Regions from separate parts of the Oryzias latipes genome. Here region 2 is linked to region 1. The links are chromatin contacts, called in public Hi-C maps. All regions are on one chromosome and are shown on one strand. Each heading gives the region's core, a stretch centred on a gene start, on an enhancer-like site or on the middle of the called end of the contact. The rest is flanking DNA. Distances are from core to core; before and after follow the strand shown.

The links. A called contact is a pair of places that touch in the nucleus more often than the background predicts.
Region 2: a Hi-C map of embryo shows a contact between it and region 1, with 2.6 times the contacts expected there. The contact joins the promoter of LOC101171423 here to the enhancer-like site in region 1. A contact is called at or near these places in 4 of 5 Hi-C or Micro-C datasets (embryo, fibroblasts and gastrula embryo).

Annotation. Positions count from the first base shown.
Region 1 is chr11:6,362,548-6,367,869 of ASM223467v1, reverse strand. No RefSeq gene overlaps it. Among protein-coding and RNA genes, the nearest start is that of LOC101170938, 18 kb to the right of the region's middle. Within about 2 kb of position 2,614, at least 1 of the 8 cell types and tissues checked has an H3K27ac peak or open chromatin away from gene starts, as enhancers often do. A contact at or near this core is called in embryo, where this site is marked.
Region 2 is chr11:6,427,825-6,433,146 of ASM223467v1, reverse strand. LOC101171423 (sodium bicarbonate cotransporter 3) reads right to left here and starts at 2,185. Exons shown (of 24, transcript XM_020706988.2): 1 at 1,942-2,185. The coding sequence starts at 2,151.

The sequences.
Region 1 (5,322 bases), core at 1,365-3,864:
GATGTAAATCATGTGCTCTTGAATTATTCAGTAATTATATGCTGTCAGGGTCAATTTGTGGAAAGTGGCGCATTTGCTGTGGCAGTCGGAGGATCGTTCTGATCATTTTTATCCGCACAAATGGATGAAAAATACAGATGACTTGATTGGTTTGATACTTTTGATTGACATTGTGGCACCGATTCTCAACACCTGTAAATGATATATGTTTACTGGTAATCAGCAAACCCAGAAGTCATTGAACCCTATCAATAAAATACACAATCTACAAATGAAAAGTCTGTAAAAATCTCAGCTGGACATCAGGCCTTTCCACGCACATGTGAGACATAAAGATGTGCAACAAACGTTGACTCTAGATAAGTGAAGCCGTCAGGTTTGGGGTTTGAACAGGCGTCCAAAGGAAATAGAAATCTCAGCTCAGGTGGCACAGATTGCAGGGATAATCCTTTACAAAGCAGTGTGTTTATGCCCTGTCCTGAAATAGGAATTCATCGGTGACCCTATAGTGCTATTCTCTGTCCAGACCCAGCAAGACAGCACTAAATGTTCAAGTGGAGGTAAGTGCCGGCAAGTCCTCTGACAATACAAGCATGGTTTCGAGTTCCTGCTCGATGCGGCTCCGCTCCTCGGAGGAGAGGAGGTGGGGGAAATGGGGAGTACAAGGAGTTGGGGGGGGGGGGTGTAAGATTGTGTGTGTGTCAAGGGACTCGCTGAGTGTGTGTTTGGGAGTGTGTGCATCTCCTCCTGGAGGTTCTGGGGGGGAAAGTCGTCTCCTTGCATCAGTGAACCCTGCAGAGCGGAGGAGCAACCGGGAGGAGGGTCCTCCCAGACCCGGGGACAGACCAAACCTCCTGACCTCCGCGGAGGTGATAAGTGCTGAACCGCAAGAAGAGAACGTTTTTTAATCAAAAATGTAATTCCATCTGAAGCAACTGGACTGAACATGTTTATGGCGGGACGTTGAACCTTCTGCTGTCCTCAGAAAAGATTCATCATGGTTTGAGCAATTTCCTTAAATCTACTTTATGAAGAAATTAACGCCGTGAGCATTGTACAGCCCGCTTGCGCTACTAAATCCTGCAACCCTCGCTGGCTAAGCAGCAGCTAGATGCCCCTCATTTTCCCCTTCTGCCCCTCCCACCCTGGTCAGAGCTGCGTGGGACAAATTCATAAAGAAAACAACAAAAAAAAATTCAAAATGGCGGCTTTTCTGTTTGTTTATCTCCATAGCAACCATTATATTTTTTGGTCGCCTGTAGGCGACGAACTGTTATATGTAATTTTTGAAAGAATCAGCCAAAGTACATTTTAGATTTCCTTAGCAACGGAGGTTTCTGTTAACCACGCCCACATTCCTAATTTGTTCCTGTCATACGTCATATCATTTCGTTAGGGTTGAGCCAAGGATTCAAATATTACATTTTCACAATAATCTGGTTAAAAATATGCGAGCAACAGAGGAACTTTTTAAGATGGCAGCCGTTTCCAGAGGTCAAAGGTCAATATGAGTCTGTGGAAAATGAGTTTTACTTTTAGGTGTTTAGTTAAAAAGAAAAAAAAAATCAAACAACCTTTTTTGAGATATATCTTTCATTAAATACTCAAAATTCATAGTTCTCCATGTTTTTTTTTTTCTTTAGAAGACGAGATACGAAGGCATTTATTAATAGCTGCACAAAGATGTTCAAAACCTTTTGTAAAAACCTGTTTTATCTAAAAATGTTGTGTTTTATTATGAAATTGAAGTCACTTTTGATATCCCTTGATTTCTGCTACATCCTAATCCAGAACCTTTAAAAACTTAGGATAATATTTACGTTTAGTCCATATTTTTCATGAAAGATTCAAACATTTTAGAGCAAGAAAGCAGAATTTTAAAGGAATTTACTGTACATTTTCAGACGTTGCAGCTCCTAACTGCCTGAGCTGACAGAGAAAAGAAGGGGGGAAATGAAAAACAGAAGTGGTTACGCCTCTGCTAAAGGAAACGGATTCTTCCACACCTCTCCCCGTTCTGCCTGGAGGCTTCTCACAGGTACGATTTCTTGCCCTGAACTGAAAATGAGAATCTCCAAATTAGAAGTCAGGGAGTCGTGTCAGAGCCTGACCTTGGTTTCTCACCTCCCATCCAGCCGGACCTGTGAATGCTGGATCTGAGCTCCGCTTTTGCCTCTGCGCGGCTGATCCGCTTCCATCGGTCCGTCTGTCTTCAGGCTCTACTTAGACAAATAAAAAAGCTCTTCCATGCAAATGCTGCAGAAATGTACAGTATTATGGGTTCTGTCGAGCCGTGAGCGGCACACAAAAACAAAGATTTCATTGATTTTTTTATGGCAGATGGAGTTGAGGCATATGTGTGCGCCTCCTGCTGGGTTCCTCTGTGACAGGTCTGGGCTGGGACCTCGCAGCCCATTACCACACATGTCCTGTCAGGAGGGCTCCTGTGGCAATCGGTGAAGCTTCAGCCCCTCCGTCCGGGGCCGACTTGCAGCTTGGGGACTCTGCGAACACGGCCTGCCTCCTCGCTGTTAGTGCTCATGTATGACTTCCCTCCGCTGGGGCCTGGGAGAGAGGGGGGAGCCCGTCTCTCCACAGAGGGGCAAAGTGGAGGTGGTGTGGCCTGGTGGAGCATTAGTCAACCCTGCTGGTGTGCTGGCCCCCGTAACCCGAGCAGCCATTGAGTATTAGTGCCTGGGGCTAAATGTTGCACCTTTGACAGTGTCGGGGTGGCACTATAGCGGCGGGACAGCTAGAGGCTTCCACTACATTACACAACCAAACGACCGTTGAAGTCTATACTCGCCATCAACTCATGTGTAACAATCAGCCACTAGGACATACGGATTTAAGATCAGTCTTTATCAAATCGTGGCGCCTTAAAATGACCACAGTCAGACACCATACAGAAAAAACTCAAAACATTGAGAACAACTAAAAGGTTAAAACATAAAGTAGTGAAATATTAAATACATGACATAGTCATAATAGTCTAATAAATATAATCTGCATATATTAGATAACTGATCTGCAATTGCTATGTTGATTTCTGAAATAGAGTTTTGTCTATTTTTACATAATAATTTAAGTAATTCATCTTTGTTATGTGCTTTATTGATACCTAAGGATTATTCATTCTGTCTGATAAAAGTTAGGAACCGGATAATGATAAATCACAGAATAAAATGGTTACGGTAGAACAGGGGTGGGATTATATAAATTCGCTTCCTTCCACTCCTTTTTAAGCAATAGTTAATAATATGTCTAATTATCCTAACTTTGAAATGTCTTTGTATGAATGTATAACTGATGATTGTATTGTTTTTTATTGCTTAATATAAACCATTTCACATCAAATCAAATAGTCAAATGATAACATAAAAGTAAAAATAAAATAAAAACCAGCAGGGAAGAGTCTCAAAAATCGGGCTTTAAAATTGAGTTTTGAGCCTTTTTATTTTTTATTATTTCTTCCAATTCAGTAAAATTATTCCATCATTTTATGAAACAGAAAAATAAACTTTCTCACAAAAAAGGTGTCTGTTAGTAATTTTAGTTGTCATGAAGTTTAAAACCAACAGAAAAAGTCTAATTTAACATTCAACATGAATTTAAGCATTTTCTACACTGCAAACCTGTCGAAACAAGTCTAAAATTCTGACCGCATTGGAGGACCTTGTGTTATGCTTTTAAAGGAAAAGTGCTACATAAATAAAGTTAGATTTGATTTGATTGGCAGATTTTCTTCAAACAAGCAAATATTTGCCATTGGGCTAAGAAAAAAAAGAACAAGAATTCTTAATTTAAAAGAATTTGAAACTAAGATTGTTTTTTTAATGATGAACTTCCTTGATTAGATATTTTTTCCTGAAACTAGAGTCTTTTCACTTTCTTTGGATTCAGTTTTTGCAGTTTATGGGTGATTTTGATTTAAAATAAAATGACATATCTGTACCTTCATTGTAATTTAATAGAATTTTTTGATCAAAATGTATGAGAAACCTCATGTTAACCTCTTGATGTCTGAGTTTATTTTTAGTGATGATATTAAAAAATAAAAACATCACTGATGATTTTGCTTTCAATAGAAACTAAATTAAGGGGTCAACTTTTGAGGGGTTATTTCTTTATAGGAGCTCATTAATGTAAGTTTTTGAAAAGTAAATTTAATAAGTTAAACTGGTAAAATTCCTTAAAAATAAAGAAAAAAACAGATTTACACCTAAACTTGACATAGAAAATCCAGTTTTTTTCTTTTACTGTAAAATCTGAATTTTAAGAAAGTAAAAAATTTTAAGAAAATGTCTTTTATGGTCTGTCTTGTAAATACAATTTTATCAATGACGTTTTTAATAGCATAATAATCTTATGGCTTTCTTTTCTTCAAATGGGAATTCTTGATTCCTTGATTCTTCCCTCATTAGCAGATTTCTTTGCTTATTTAAATAAATTCTTTCACATTCGAAGAATTTTGACTTTTTTCTTGGAGGCCTGCTTTAGCAGTGTTGCAACTATGCAAACAAAGGGCATGATGGGAAAAAAATGGCAACACCCTGGACCCGTTTGAATTACTGTAGATTAATGACTTTCCTTTTTTATTTCTTCACAACCTGCTAACATCTGAATTCTTGTCTGTAGGCCATTCAAAGTCCTCCTGCCTGTCGTCAGCTGTCGGTGGGCTGCATCCTCTCATCCATCCCATCCATCTCATCCAACATGCGCCGTCCTCCGTACCTCCATCAACGCACAGCAACTGTCGGGCTTCTCTCATCACATTAAAAAAAACAACCACACTGCTAATGGTGGACATGAAATCACTGTTGGTAAAACACAAAAGCGTCTTTGTGCGGCGACTTGGTGGTAATTGCACCACACGGATGGCGGCTATTTAGCAGCCCTGCCCTGGCCGGGCCCTCTGCCGCTGATCTCATTTGGCTGCATTAATGATCCTGTCCTGAGCCGTGGAGCCAGGCTTTTGCACCGCAGCCCACCGCCTGCACTGCTGCTCGCTCACTCAGGATGACTAAGACCACAGTCTGTTCAGTTTTGTTGTGGATCTACAGGCCTCTTGAACTTCCTTACACCTCGCCGACCCCCCCCACCCCCCTTTCCTCACTCCTCCAGCCTTTGGGATGGAGACAGCTGGGGCTTCACAGAGGACTGCTCCCTATTCACCACATTCAGACACTGCAGCACAAAAGGATGCACGGCTAGCCGCTACCCCACAGACCACAGATTCTGTTTGTTTTAAAAAAAAAAAGCACCAGGAATTTATTTGATGCTCCAAAAATGTAGGAAACTTCAAATTTTGACAAATTACAC
Region 2 (5,322 bases), core at 936-3,435, 66 kb before region 1:
TTAGTTGGCATTAATTAGCCGCGTGGAACTTGGTCCTAACATACTACTTAAAGGCTGTAGTTAAGAGCTAAGCGTATTGTCGGAGCTCTCTACAAGCACTTATTACCACTTTTAGTGCCAAGTAAATTAAAATATGGAACTGAAGTAGTTTCAAAGTCCAAAACTAACAGAAAATTCTGTAATGAAGGCGTTCATTTAGAAGCAAAGCCAACATTTTAGTGGACATTACTAGTGACACGCAACACCAACATGTACACAACTTTAGATCAACCAGTTAATAATGGATTTTAGCACATTTATCACATTTAAGAAACGACTGTGATGGTAAGAAGAACATCCGGCCTCAAAAAGACTTTCTTCTGTCTTTTTGCTGCTCCCCTTAGGGGCGCCACAGCAAATTATCCCTTCCATCTAACCCTCTCCTCTATCCACATGTGCTTTTTCCCTACATCCATCAACCTCCTGTTTGCTCCTCCCTTTGGTAGCTCCAACCTCAGCATCCTTTTACCATCATCATCACTGTTCCTCCTCTCAGCGTGTCTACCATGAGCTGTTCATCTGATGGATTCATTTCTGATCTGTCCATCAAACACTCCTTCCAGCATCTTCAGCTCTGCTATCTCTTGTCATGTAAATAAACACCAGAAAATTCTAAGAAATGGTTCATTTTACTTGTCATTTGGATTTGTTTGGATATTTTAAGGAATTTGTATGCCACATCTTAACGGTGATGGCTTTTGTTTGGGTGAAAAAGTTCCTAAAGAAGTTGTCCATTTAAAAAACTTGGTTTAGTCTGCATGATGTCTAGATAAGAGCTCTAATATTGTGTTAAAAAGTTATTACAGTATAACTAAATGTGGATTGCACAAGCATGGCATGTAGAACTGAAAAGGAACATCCACCTAATTTATGGATGTTGTTTAAGATCATAAATAATGTGGCTCCTCCACCACTCAAAAGCGTTGCCATGTTGACATCAGAACAAATGAGCAGAACACCACGGTCCCCATCTAAAGGCCTGTGTAGTATTACTAAGAAAAGACAGCTTTACACACATAAAATCTTGTTTCCTGTCAAATAGGTGGATAAGCTGAAAGAACAATAGAATTTAGCACTAAAACCTGTGTGATAGGAGAGTTCCATCATGATCAGAGAACATAAAAGTGTTGAAGAAAGAAATAGACAAATATTTATACAATAACGGACACCTTGAATGCAAAATCAAAATAAATGTATGTTTATTTTGAACCTTTCAAACAAATAGAAGTTTATAATTATTTATAACTATGTAACAAGTACAGATTGGCATTCTGTATGCACATAAATCCACTTTCATGTCAAACCCAACACCTCACTATGCAGCTGCTTCGGCTGAAAATAACCGGTTTAGACCCGAAACTGGGTTCTGGTTCCTACAAAGTCACATCTAATGAAACAAAAACTACACCATATAATTATAGTGAGTTATATAGTGATATATAGTGAGTTCTGTTTTTATAAGGAAGTTTGTGGCCCAGCGTGCAGCCGTAAAGGCAGCGCAGTCAAGCACCTTCAACTATTTATAGGATGTTCAAAGCCGCGCGCGTCACTTCATGCCGGCCTGATTTACGGCAAATGTTTCCTCAAACTGCAGAAGTTTGCTAACTAAAAATTTTGGGCTCGCGCGCGCGGCTAACGCTTTCCCTTTTATGGGTGTATTTTGGAACCCGCGTGTCGTTTTACCGAAACAGAACAGTGGACAGTAACGTGGGACCGCGCCACGTGTCCGGGGCAAAGAAAGCCGGCTAACAAAGGCGGTCCCCGGCGGACGATGCCGCACCGGCTCCGACTCCCCAGCATCCCCCGCACTTCTGCCGCAGAGCTAACGATCACAACTCCGGACACAGAGATGTTCCCTCACTCAGGTTCCCCACAGGAACCGGTCGTTCTCCGAGTACTCACGGCTCTCAGAAGGGGTCTCATTTGCTCAAAGGGTTCGTCCATGTCAGCATTCCGGCCCCAAAACCACCGGATGCGCTCATAAACGGCTGATGTGCCGGACAGGCTGGGCTGGGCCGCCTGACGCTCCAGGGAGACTGGCTCCCCCCACCCCAACGACAGAAGAAGGACACGCCCCCGCGGTGGCAGACAGCCAATCACATTTGAAAGCATGACATCGTGATCCAGTGAAATTAAATAATGTAGATAGGGGCGGGGCTTAATCTTCAGTTGCTTCGAGGGGCTCCAAAACGGGTTTATGAGTGTGTGATAAGAGGTACTGTACTGAAAACTGAAAAACTATTGATGTACAATATGTACAATAATAACAACACTAGACTTTTTAATGAGTTAAATGAAGCCTCATTTTTGTTATCCCAAATGCAAAGGTTGTTTTTTATTTGTTATTATTTGCTCTGTACCGCCGTCCTGAAGGTAAAGGGTGTCCTGTATGTGATGTGTCCCTGAGGATGTGTTGGTCCCTTTTAAAACACTGGGAGTTCAAGTAGAGTGGATATATGTATCAAATATTCCAATCTTATCAATGATTTTTTATTTTTGCGTTTACTTGTCTTAGTGTTCAGACAGACTCATTTGCGTTATCTCTCATCCATATTTGTATAAGTATAGCCTATCATTACAATCCTCTAATTACATTTTGTCAAATGTCTTAAACACTTACAGTTGATCTGTTTCTGGATCTGTACCTGTGTCTAATATTGCCTACATCGGTTACCACGTTCCAATTTTCTTTGTAAATGAGGGGTGTTCTCTGGCTGGGCTGGGGCTTGCGCTTCCCGTGGCCCCCTTAACGTTCTGACACTGGGGACCCTGGTGGGATCCCGTTGGCCCTGGTGGTCTGGGTGGCTGACATTGGGTTGTGCGTGTTCCTTTGATCTGCTATCCCAGTCAAGCACAGGTGTCAATAGTATGCATGAGAGAATAATATATGCTTCACATGTGTTTGTTTGTATGCATAAGTATGTGCGTGGTAACATGTATGCGTGTGAAGGTTTTTTCTGAGCCAACAGGTATCTCCATAACATTTGAGTGTGTCTGTGGACAGGCTCCGCCCCTTTGACCAACATCTACACTTGACAGTAAGTATGATAAACCTCCAGCAACTTGTTGTTTTGTGGTTCTATCCCCTGCATCTTATTTATCCTCCAACATCCTTAAACCCACTTTTCTCCCACTCTTGTCTTGTCTCTTTTTCTTTTCCGTCCGGTCCAATAAAAAAAAAGTGGAAAGCAATCATAATTGATATAAATAAAGTTTAGCCTCAAATTCAAAAGGGGTTTATTCAAATTTACACCAAGTGTGTCAGAAAATCCAGAACCCCCTGTTGTAAAAGTAAAATCTGTCCAACACACGAGACCTCGTCTGTTTGCTCAACTGCTGGACAAGAAAAGTAAAAAAAAAAGAAAAAGGAAATCCATTTTGATTGGCCTTGAACGGCATCCTCCTGTTAACCCTAGGATGAGCGGCAAGAGCTACATTCACAGCTAATAGATTTGTAATGATGCTGATGCACAGTAAGCTGGTCATTCATCAAAATGAGTCAGCCACAATAAATGTTTGATATCTTTGGAGCAATGTTGTACTTTCTTGTAAAAAGATAAAGATAGTAATTGTCTGAAATTAAAGATATCTGTGCACCTTCCAGGATATACATAAGCATTGCCTCTATTCAATTCTGTAAATTGTTTCTACAAACGTGTCTTTTAGGTCATTATTGGAAAACCCATAGACTGGAGATGAAGTTTCTTTTTGTTTTTACGCTAAGACGCCAATTCCGCTCCAGAATTCTTGATAGTTTTAAAACTTAATTGCACAGATTTTTTAGGAATAGTTTATCTGGACCCCAAACTGCAGGAGACCAGACCTAATGACAAGAACCTGATCCCTTCCCGCCATATGTGGCTTATTTGCAACGTACCATTTAATCCAGGACTCCACTCAATCTAGCATCCACTTGAACAAACTGAACTCAAGCATGAAAAATGAAAATCTGTAAAAACTGTGACCCAACTGGAAGACAAAAAGGTGAAAACAGACCTGACACTGATGAGCCAGACCTGAAAACTATTTATCAAAAAGAAAAATAGTGAAAGTGAAACATAAGTGAAAGCAAACAAATGGGCACACACTAAACTCAACTTTAATTATTCCTTCCTTTTTTTCTTCCTGTCATCAATTTTCCTCTTTTGGCCACTAACAGTGTGCATGTGTTGCCATGGAAACACCACACTGCGGCAAAAACAATGTTAGATAATTAAAAAAAACACACACAAAAGGCAATACTTCTTTATATGAGTCTTGGATTTAACTTTAAAAATTACTGTTCAGTCTTCAGTTCCAAAACTGCACAAGAATTGTGTAGTAAGTTAACTCTACCAGTAGATGGCAATGCTGTACTGAGCTATTTTGTAATGGTCAGAAAAGGCAAATTCTTTTTGAAATTGAATGAATAAAATGTTTTAAAATAATTTATAATAATACATTGTTTAAACAGTGAATTATGTTATGGTATAAAAACAATCAAAGTGCAATAAGCATAAATAAAAACCCATTTATAATAATTTATTGACCTTTTATAACTTTCTGAACACATTTAAAGATACCTTTTGACAAACAAAGCCAGTAAAAAAATACAATTAATTATTTATTCTTTTTTTAAAGCGGTGATTGATAACCATGTCATCAGTACAGCAGTAATACTATGCAAAGTTCCTTCAGAGCTGCCTGGCATCTTCTTTTAAATAGAGCCTGTTCAGCACCCGCCCATCAACATCCGACACGATCACGCGGCAGCTCCGAAATAGAACTGCGAGGTGGGAGCTCAAACTATCACCTCTTAATTGTGCCCCGAGTCTTAAAGAGGCTGAGGGGCCTATTAGTGCACATAGACGTGTGCTGTGTTCTTCTCCTGAAACATGCATCGGTGCAATGCAGCTGGGAGATGAGTCAGAGTGAGTGGAGGAAGAAGAGGCAGCACTCTGGCATCCACCTGTGCTGAGACCATCAGCAAGGATGGAGTTGATAAAGTCTGGTATGTAATGCAATAGAAAGTTTCCATCTTTGGAACAGAATCAGAAAGTCTTGTGTTAAATCCCAATTCAGACAGTTGGATCTCAGGTTTTTTTTTTAAATTAGACACAGGCTTCTGTAAAGTTTTCTCTCAGGAATTAAAATAACCATTCTATTTGTCTGAGTGCTGGGGACCTCAGAGGGGGCCAGGGGAGAGTAGAAAATTCTTAAATCTGTACAAATACTTGCCCAAAGTGCCATTGCATTGATTTTGACCACAGAGCTTTTCCGCCTCGGTGCCTCAGTGCGCCCTGC